2 separate regions of the Rattus norvegicus genome follow, and region 1 is linked to region 2. A link is a contact called in public Hi-C data. All regions are on one chromosome and are shown on one strand. The core of a region is the stretch at or near the end of the contact, and the rest is flanking DNA. Distances in the headings are between cores, read along the strand shown.

What was found. A called contact is a pair of places that touch in the nucleus more often than the background predicts.
Region 1: a contact with region 2 is called in a Hi-C map of mammary epithelial cells, with 3 times the contacts expected there. The contact joins the promoter of Fbxo2 here to the promoter of 2510039O18Rikl in region 2. A contact is called at or near these places in 2 of 12 Hi-C or Micro-C datasets (liver and mammary epithelial cells) and 1 of 1 datasets of contacts at active chromatin or transcription factors (oligodendrocytes).

What each region holds. Positions count from the first base shown.
Region 1 is chr5:163,873,776-163,879,041 of GRCr8, forward strand. Fbxo2 (F-box protein 2) reads left to right here and starts at 2,304. Exons shown (of 6, transcript NM_053511.2): 1 at 2,304-2,382. The coding sequence starts at 2,361. It overlaps Fbxo44 (F-box protein 44), which reads right to left and starts at 1,724. Exons shown (of 6, transcript NM_001191576.1): 1 at 1,437-1,724; 2 at 244-530. The coding sequence starts at 508.
Region 2 is chr5:163,652,545-163,657,644 of GRCr8, forward strand. 2510039O18Rikl (RIKEN cDNA 2510039O18 gene like) reads left to right here and starts at 2,562. Exons shown (of 3, transcript NM_001135781.1): 1 at 2,562-3,729. The coding sequence starts at 2,697.

The DNA of each region.
Region 1 (5,266 bases), core at 1,054-3,553, 220 kb after region 2:
TACTTCCCACACAAGTGCTGGGATTACAGGTGTGTGCCCTCAGACCCGGCATAGAAATAATCTACAATAGATAGTACTCTTGACTTCAGTCTGCCCATTTGAAAAGAGTAGTACCTGCGTCTAAGAATTCTTGTGGGTGGAATGAAGGCCGTAATGTAAAGGGCTCACAGCCAGTGTTTAGGGCACACACTGTGGTCATCTAACAGAGCCTGTGTCCTGTTGAGGCATACGCTCTGTACCCACCTTCGGCACAAGGGTTGTGAAGGAGGTTCCTCTGGAGGCTACGCAGGAAATAGAAGATCTTCCAGTCAGCCACGGGCTGGTCCCAGTCCTCGGTGATGAAGCCCTCCTGAAGGCACTTGCGCTTCCAGAGTGTGACCAGGTCAATGAGGTCTCTCCAGAGGCTGCAGACTGGTCGGCAGCGCAGCAGTAGCTGGCGAGCCGGGATGTGGGTGAACAGTTCCAGCAGAATGTTCTCCGGCAGCTCGTTGATGTTGCCTACAGCCATGGTGTCGGTTCCTAGCCTGTTCCTGCAGGTATGGGAGAGCTGTGCCATACACCCAGCCTTCTCCCTAGCCAGTGAGTGGCAACCCCAGCACCCAGGGATAGAGCGATTCCCAATTCAGCGGCCACTGACTTTCTCCAGAATTCCTGTGCTGTTCTGACCTTCAGTTACCACAGTTAAACAAGGGCCGGGTATGGTACTTCCCTTCAGGGTCACCGCCAGCTCAAGGCTCCTGGGCTGGGGAGCTGCTTAATAAACGGAAAAAAAAATCTGGTTTCCCTCCAACGGGGGCACCCAAGAACAGCATCTAAGGAAGCCCAGGGAGCTTCCCAAGGTCACACTAACAGGAGAGAAGGGGAGGCAGCCCCAGCCCTCACTGAATGTAGAGCCAGCCATTTTCAGTCTTTTAAGGGGGGGGGGGTGACACAATGAAAAGCCTTGTGAGCACTCCAGCTTGCTACTCTTCATTTCCTCCCATCCCCCACATGGGGGAATGGGGAGAGGCGATGATCGGAGGTTATCACTGGCCCTCAGGACCGGTCACGGAGTACAAAAGACTCAGTGACGTTCTCAAGATCGCAGAGAATATGACCTGTTTACCTGAGCCTGAGGAAAGATGTGCGAGTGGAAAAGAGCCTTCCTATCTCCCTCCCGCAACCCCGCCCAGGGCCCCTGCCGTCTCTCATTTATGCGTGGCCCTAAAACGGGCCGCCCTGCTCAAGACCAGATTCAGATCTCTGAGCACCGAAGGCGTCCATAGCCCAGTTCTTCGGAGCCTCACAGTACAATGAGTGGGGGCAAAGCCTGAGGCCTGGGCCTTAAAGGCGCTGAAGCACTTAGGATCGCTAAGCGCGCGCGCCCCTCCTCCCCTCTAGGTCTCTGCCTACCGCGTCTCAGTCCCCACGCAGGGTGCTCCCCCTCCCGCAGTCACCTCCGATCCGCCGCGCTGAGTGATCCTGCCAGACCGTGGGGCTGTGCGGCCCGAGCTTGCGTGGCCCGGAATGCAGACCTGCCTACTACACCCTAAACCTCTCGCTGCTGGGGCCCTCACTGCTCCCCTCCTGCTGTCACCTGCTCCTTGCAATGTGCCGCGTTGGAGAACAGCACCTAAGGCACAGTCCCGCCCACTACTCATCAGACCCCGCCCTAACCATAATCCCACAACACTGGCCCCTCTCCCTCTCCATTCTCCTTGTCACCCACGTTTGGTCGCGCTGCGCCATACCCTTGGTTCACAGGAGTGAGCCATCCGGGTCAATGGAGGGCGGGGGTGAGACCCGCCCACTGTTTGTCTGACCACGCCCCTCTCCCCACCCCCATTTTCTCTGTCACCGGCGTTTGGTCCCGCTGCCCTGGCAAGGTTGGGTCTTGGAACGGCGCTTTTCTGCCAGTGTTGGCTCAGGATGCGGCCCCTCCCACTGCCCTCAAGACTCCTCCCACCATTCCTCCAGGCCCCGCCTCACCCGCGCACTCTTGGGACTCGCCCCCACCACAGCGTAGGAAAATTACCTGAGGGGGGGGGATGGTTCCGATACCCCCAACTCCACTGGGCTCGGCGCCCACACCCTCTGTTCCCTAACAGTCCGACCCCCGATGTCCTCTTGCAGTCATTCTCTAGGCACACTTGGAGCCCACCCATTCTGTAGGTGTCCCTGCCCCTCTCCGGTCCCCGGCTTCTCCCGGAAGCAGCACCTTGGACTACGGGGGGTGCAGGGCTCCCGGCCCTTAGCCGGGGGCCAGAGGCGGGGCGCACGGGGCCTTTAAGAGGCGCGGCGGCGCGGGCCCGGCTGACGCGGGCAGCTCCAGGACTCGCCACCCGCAGCGCTCAGGCTCCACTCTCGTCAGCGCCGCAGCGATGGATGGAGATGGTGATCCAGGTATCCGCTGCTGGCCCCGCTAGATACAGACCCGGGAGACAGGGCGGGCCATCGCCGCAGACGGCGCTCAAACTTTCGCGCCAGGAACACCCTGGAGACAGTCTAGGGAGCAGGTTTCTGCCGGGTGTCAGGATGTGGAGGGAGGAGGACGCCTAGGTCTCTGAAATGGCACGGAGGACTCTGGCATCCCAGGCTCTGGGCTTCCTGGGGTTTGAAAGCCAGGTTCTTGCTTCCATGAACTTCTTTCATTTGCTAGTGCTGCCCACCCTGCCTCTTGATCCTCCGGAGTCCCCGCGGGGTCCTAGGGTTGTTAAACCTCACCCTGCATCCATCCGAGCTTTCCGAGGGACTCTCTTCTTTGGAGGGGCCGCCTTGTATCGGAGTAGAGGCTGTTCCGTGGGGACCGGGCAGGGGATGAGGAGGTCAGCTTTTGGCAGAAGCTCTGGGTCCTCAAAGATTGCCCAGTCATCTTTTCTGGCACCAAAGACCCCACCCCTTCTCCCCTCAGCTCCCTGCTGGGCCTATAGGGGGTGGCTTGCTGAGTCAGACTGGGGAGCAGACCTGCTTGCCATGACCCTCGCCCCTTCCTCACTAACCACACCCAGAGTGGTCGCTCTTTAAGGGAGGTGAGGGAATAGATGAACTCAAGGTGGTCAGGCTTCCCTTCATCCCTGAACCCCGTCCACCCCCCTCCCCAAGCCCCACTCTCAGTCAGTGTCTCGCTTCAACATCATCTACAGGGCCCCAGATTTCTCCCTGGGCCCAGGAAGTCCCTGGACTCAGAGGCCCAACCCAGGTGAGCAAGTCAGCTTGGGGTCAGCATCCAGGGCTAGATAACTTTCCTAGCGTAACAATGTGGCAAATTGTGTGCAAAGGAGCAGGGGGGCGGGCTGTAATCCGATCTGGGGCCTCAATGCCAGGTCTAGGGGCCAGGAGAGAGGACTGGGTGAGGTACACCTTTCCTGAGAGCATCAGGTATCTGCTGGGGCCAGGGCAGGGCTGGGGTGCTGGTGGAGAGGTGAGGACAGTGGGCCCAGCTCTTCAGAGCTGTTGGAAGCAGGAGGGACCACTCTTTTTCTTTCTGCTTGATGATGTCCTGTGGTGGAACCTGGAAGAAATGCTAGGTCTCTCTGTGCCCGTTGTTTTCTCATTCCCAGTGGAGGGATAAACACCTACTTAAGAAAACATGACCAAAACACGTTAGAAATGCAGGGAAAGTAGTTTTCTCTCCTTCTCTTTCCCTTCCCCTCCCCCTCCCTCTTTCTCCTTCCCCTATCCGGGGTGTGTGTGTGTGTGAGTGTGTGTGTGTGTGTGTGTGTAAACAATTCACCATGGCTGATGGAGGATTCGTTGTGTGCTCTAAAGAAAGAGGGGAAATCCTGATTCAGCTTTCCTGGGTCAGACAGTGTAGTGATACTGGCTGCAACACCTTAGAGGGGATTTAGGGACCTGGCCATCTGTCCCTCCCCTGACACCTGACACAGGCCTGCTCCCCTTATTTCCTTGGTTTTTCAGGGTCCAGTCTTCAGGAACTCTGAGAGAAGCGGCCTCCATTACCCAGGATGGCTGGGTCCCCTCCCCACTGGCCCTCTCTCCTTTAGAGATACTAGGCACTCAGTGTCTGCTTACTCAAGGCTTCTTCGGTGGCCCAGATGAGGCGGGCTGAGATCCAAGAGATACACAGCTGCCCACACCATCCTGGGTATTCAATGGACTGACCTCAAGAACCCAGCCTGGGAGACGGTGCTTTTTTTTCCTGGTGCCCACTTCCCTCTGTAGGGTCAGGAGTTCCCACTGACTTAGCAAGAGTGGCTATGACTACCCCTGTTGCCTTGCTCCTTCCTCTGTGGGGAGGGGATGAATTTCACTATAAGTCTGATGGTCTGACACAACGATGACACCATTTCACAGATGAGGAGATTGAGGACAAAGGATGGGAAAGGAAGGAGGAAAGACTCTTCCCCAATCACCCAGTACCTCTCTTTGTTTTCCTTCCCCTCCTTATACAATATTGGCTGGGGATAGCTGGGTCTCTAGCCTGTTCTCCTCACCCATAGCGCTTGAGTCCCCCACCCTAATACTGACAGTGTGACCTACACAAAATCACTTTATATCCACAGTTGAGCATGTTCACCCACAGTACCAAAGCCTCTTTGTCCCCTCATGAAGCAGACTTGGGCCCAGCCTGGAGGAGATGATTTGAGGATTTAGGGAGTAGTTCCAATCTTCAGGGCAGTACCTTGCTCTTGATAGGCACTGGTAAAATACAGTAGCTCCTGGCTCTACACAGGGACAGAAGTGGTGTTTCCCAGGCCACATCCTTGAGGCTAGTCCATTGCACACAAAGGTTGTTATCAAACAACCAGACCAAGTACAGAAGCTAGAAAGTCCTTGATTGTGAACTTGTGCTGGGAGATTGTATGCTAAAAGTATGTCCAGGAAGGCTCCCCAGAGGATGGGAGGGACCCAGAGGTCTGGGAGGGTGCTTAGGAGAACTGACCCCTCAGTACAAAGCCATCAGTAATCCCAGATCCCTGTGGGTGTCTGTAAGTCCTGCAGGGGGAAGCAGCATTTGAAGCAATTCTTCTGGTTTAGGGGGAGTGGGAGAGTATCTGTGGTCTTGAGTGGTCTTCCTTTTTGGGCACAGTTTAGGGCCGCAGAACTTGTGTGTGTTGTGTGTATGTGAGGGGGGTAGGGAGAGGGAGAGGGAGAGGGAGAGAGAGAGAGGGAGAGAAGGAGGGGGAGAGAGAGAGTCAGACAGACACAGTGCTCCTTCTGGAATTCAGTATCACGTGTTAGCCTCACACTCACACTCTGCCTCCCGATTGCTGGAATTATAGGCGAGAGCCAGCAAGTCCCGGTTAAAAACCTCTGGCCCCCTGCT
Region 2 (5,100 bases), core at 1,312-3,811:
AAGCAGCCAGCCTGTGTTGGCTGGCTCAGTTTTCAAAGCTCTTCTTCATGCTTGTAACTGTTTGCAAAAGGAGAAACTAAGGCTCGGAGAAGCATTATCTGCTTGGCATCACACACGTGACGTGGGGCCGCAGTAAGGAAGCATCAGACAGCTCCCAGCTAGAACTGCCTTTTTGCCAGAGTCCACGGAGACCCTCACCAGTGATATACCCCAGATAGAAGACATTCCTGGGCAGTCATCAGAGTCTAAATTAAAAGAGGGATGGGCTCTAGAAACTGCCTGAACCTTCAAGAGGAAGGGTTCACTCTTGTAAAGCCCGACTTTACACGCTTCTGGTATCTGTTTCCTGTTTGGTTCATCGAATTGCTAGAACTTGAACACCGTCCAAGATTCGTGTACGGCGGCCTGTTTCTTTAAGCAGGGGTGGTGGCTGCTGTCCAGATGTTGCTTCTCGAATTTCTAGTACGTGCTCCACGTGCTTTGGACTGTTAAAGGCGCAGGACTCCACTTTGCGCAGACGCCGGAGAGGCTTCCTCTTGTCATCCACTAAAAAGAGAGGCTGGAGAGATGGTTGGGCAGTTAAGAGACTGGCAGCACCACTTCCAGGGATCCCGCACCATCTTCTGACTTAGACATACAATATGCACATGGAGTTGTCTGTTCTCTCATTCCACCATGTAGGTCCTAGGTACAGAAGTCATCACACTTCCTGGCGAATGAATGCCTTTACCTACTGAGCCATCTTGCCATTAGATTTTTATTTTAATTTTGAGGTTCTGGGAAATCGCTTGTGCTCTGTTCTGAGCTAAAACTCTGCCAAAGGGGGGAGGGGAGTGTGATTTTTTTTTAAAGATTTATTCATTTATTATGTATAAGTACACTGGCTTCAGACACACCAGAAGAGGGCATCAGATCCCATTACAGATGGTTGTGAGCCACCATGTGGTTGCTGGGAATTGAACTCAGGACCTCTGGAAGACTAGTCGGGTGCTTTTTTTTTTTTTTTTTTTTTTTTTTTTTTTTTGGTTCTTTTTTTCGGAGCTGGGGACCGAACCCAGGGCCTTGCGCTTCCTAGGTAAGCGCTCTACCACTGAGCTAAATCCCCAGCCCCTCGGGTGCTCTTAACCGCTGAGCCATCTCTCCAGCCCGTGATTGTTTTGTTGTTTACTTTGAGATAAAGTCTCACTGTGTAGACAGGCCAGCCTTGAACTCACTAAAATCCATCTACCTCTGCCTCTTCAAAGAATCAGATTAAAGACATGTACACAATACCTGGCTAAAAATGTGCTATTGAGCTTTGGGGCATTTGTTTGTTTGTTTTTTTTCTTTGTTTAGTTTAGTTTTTCAAGACAGGGTTTCTCTGTGTAGCCCTGGTTGTCCTGGAACTCTGTAGACCAGACTGGCCTCCAACTCCGAGATCCACCTGCCCCTGTCTCTTAAGTGCTCGGACTAGAGGCATGTGCCACCACTGCCGGGCTCTTAGCATGGATTCTTGTGTGAAAATAAAAACGGGTAAAAGCTGGACATGTGCCTTTAATTCTAGCGACTGGGAATGCTGAGAAAGAATCTTTGGGGCCTAGGAATTGTTTGAAGTCCAGTCTGGACAATACAAGAGAGATCCTGTCTCAAAGATGAACAAAAAAATAAAGTAAAAGCAAAACAGGATGAGCATTCTTCCAATGCGACGCGGGCTCACAACTTCAGCAAACAACTTTCTGTCTGCTTACAGCCCACTAGAAACCACCTCAAGTGACCGTTTAATTGTCAACTGTGAATTTGCAACAGCCCATCTAGCTCTGGATTGCTCAGACTCCAAAATGGGAAACAATCGCCCGTTGTCTGCCTAGAATCCAAAGTGGAAACAACCACCCACTGTCTGCTCCAGGGCTCCAGTCGATTCCCAGGCCGCGCCGCCCCTCCCCCCCATATGGATGCTGTAGGTCATGTCAAAGTATGAGAAAAGTATGTTTCGTGTTATTGAATGAGTTAAAACTGTTATTGAATGAGTTAAAGATGGACCTTAAGAAAACTACTTGGTGTGTTTAAGAAACAGGCATTCCTGAGCTGGATTTATGTCCCACTCTGGTGTACTCAACAGCCAGGCAGGTTTGAAACGCTGCCGACAAAATATTTCCTTAGGACATCGTTTTTCAGTGGCTACCCTTCCTCCTCCTCTTCCTTCCCTCTACACTTCATTCCTCCCTGTCTCCTTTCCTTCTTTCCTTCCTTCCATTTACCTCTATGTCTTTTCTTCATTCAGTTAAAAATAGTTTACAGAAACAGTACGTTTTTATTTTTTAACTTTAGGGCTGTTGAAACCATCAGCAGCTAACGAGGCGCAGCTCTCGTTGGGTTTGGCTTGCTCTCTGATTTTCTTTTCTCTTTTTTCCACCAAGCCATTTGGATTCCTGCCCACATTTTGCCCCGCCCTGCCCCCGCCCGGCCACGCCCTCAAAGAAACTCCGCCCCTTCCCCAAATCCCGCCCTTGGCCGCTTTTCCACCTTGTCGCAAAAAAAAAAAACTCAGCGATGCTTTACGGCCGGCGGCGTTTGACGTCTAGGAGGCAACCAAGAAGAAGGAGGAAGCGGTGAAGGTGGCTGCTGGGGCGGCTACGGTGGGCTTTGAGGTGGGCGCGGCGACGCGGCCCGGGGAGTGAGCGGCGGCGGCCGGGCGGGAGGGCTGGGCGGCGGGCCCGATGTGGCTGCAGCAGCGCCTGAAGGGGCTGCCGGGGCTGCTGTCGAGCAGCTGGGCCCGCCGCCTCCTCTGCCTGCTCGGCCTCCTGCTGCTGCTCTTGTGGTTCGCGAGCTCCGGGGCGCGGCGGGCGGCGGGTGGCCTGCACCTGCCGTCCTGGGCCCGCAGCGAGCCGGGCGCCGCCGAGCCGTCCGCCTGCCTGGAAGCGGCCACCCGCGCGTGGCGCGGCCTGCGTGATCGCGGCGAGGCGGTGCCGCTGGGCCCCGGGGTGCCAGCTCTGGTGGCCAACGGCTTTCTGGCTCTGGACGCTGCCAACAACCGGCTGTGGGTGACGCCCGGAGAGCGGGAGCCTGCCGTGACGCCGGACTTCGTGCCCTTCGTGCAACTACGCCCGCTGAATGTGGTGGCTGAGGCTGGAGAGGCGGTGCTGCTGCTGCGGGAGGGCCTGCTGCGCCGAGTGCGCTGCCTGCAGCTGGGAACCCCGGGCTCAGGCCCTGCCGCTGGTGTCCCCGGGCCCGCCTCAGCCTCCGGGCTGTCCACGGGTTCAGGCCGTGACTGCGTGCTACTGCAGGAGGACTTCCTGGCGCACCGAGGCCGACCCCACGTCTATCTGCAGCGCATCCAGCTCAACAATCCCACGGAGCGCGTGGCCGCGTTCCAGACTGTGGGGCCCACCTCGGGCCCAGTCCCCAAGTCCTTCACCAGCACTCTGGAGAAGGTTGGAGATCACCAGTTTCTCCTATACTCGGGCCGGTCCACACCCCTTCCATCAGGGCTGGTGCACTTGGTAGTGGTGACCTCTAAGAAGTTAGTGAACAGGCTCCAGGTGGCTCCCAAGACACAGATGGACGAGACGGTGCTGTGGGTGGTGCATGTCTCTGCTCCCATCCACCCCCAGGTGCTCAAAAGCAAAGGAACCAAGGAGCTCAAGGCACTGCAGGACTTAGCAAGGAAGGAAATGCTGGAGCTGTTGGAAATGCCCGCCTCGGAGCTGCTTCAGGACCACCAGTACCTCTGGGCCCAGCTTTTCAGTCCGGGTGAGGCCTTGGTGTGGGCTTGGTACACAGTCACCACTTGGCACCAGTGTGCATAGGGTCCACTTTAGAGATGTCCCCCATGCTCGGAGGTGGTCACACAGAGGATTGCAACTTGGCCTTGATATTCAAGGGTTGACTCTTCTTAACCACTTTGAAGCTATATGGTCTTGGCTCTGTGGTCTTAGCCTTTTAAGCCTTCACAGTAAGTTTTATAGGGTTTTAATGAAGATTTGAGTGTAAACATTCAGTTTTATTGTCTGTTCTTGGCCTTGGGCCTAACCTGAGCAGGTGGAGGGTTTTGTTTGTAAAGAATAAACCATCAGGGAGGTGCACAGACACTCTGACACTCTAGTTTGGCCGCACAACATGCTTCAGCTTCTGACACTTGAGACTGAGATTCCTTCCTCTTGCCGTCGTGGCTGCAGCTCTTGTGCCGGAATGCAGGAGGGTTCTTCCAGTGGGTTGGAATGTGCAGGCCGAACGAAAACTTTCTTTAAAAAACAAACAAACAAACAAAAACCCAAAAACTTTTATTTACTCTTTGGGAACGGAAACCTTCCCTGTCAACTGTTTAAGAAAAGAAAGGCAATGCACAGCACTGAGTTTTGGTTTTCAGGGTTACAGTTGCCAGCACTCCTGTGTGGTTGTGCAGATAGAGTTTAGTTCATTCAAGAGGTATCTATCTGTTCATCAAGTGCATTTGCTGGTGGACAAGTGGACAGACGAGTCCTTGTCCATGCAATGCTTCCTTTAGCCTGGTTTGGGGGGAGACAGGAACATGAACATTTTAAAAGTGAGACAACTTTGCTGTGAAGAAGACTGAACTGTGGAGCACTGGTGAGGTATGGGGTGCGAGGGCCACCCCTCTGCTCCCTGGATGTCGAGCCACTTAGAAGCAGCCTGTCATGTGACCAGGAAGAGGGCATTCAAGCCTGGAGACTGTCCTAAGGAAGTTAAGCCTGGTGATGAGCAGGAAAAGGGTGGTATGAACTTGAAGCCTTGAGAAAGGACAAGGAGTTTTATCCTGAGATGGGAAAATGGCACAGTATAAGTATAGACTAAGGAGGCAGTAGGTACACAGACAGGATAAGAGGTTCCTGGGGAGCCCAAGGGAAGGAGGAGACATCCCAGTTGTGACATGGACGTAGAAGTGGTGGGTCTTGGTATATTTTTGGAGGAAGGACTCTTGGGCCGTGGTTTGACTGTGGGAAGTGAGACTGGGAGGGCAGCTCCCTGATTTGGGGTTGTGAACAGTTTACACTAGGTCAGTTGTGCCTGTCAGATACCCAGGTGGAGATGCTAAGGGGTGTGGTTAGCCCCTTGAATCTAGAATCATTTAAATAGGAGGCTTCGTCCTTTAAAGCACAGTAC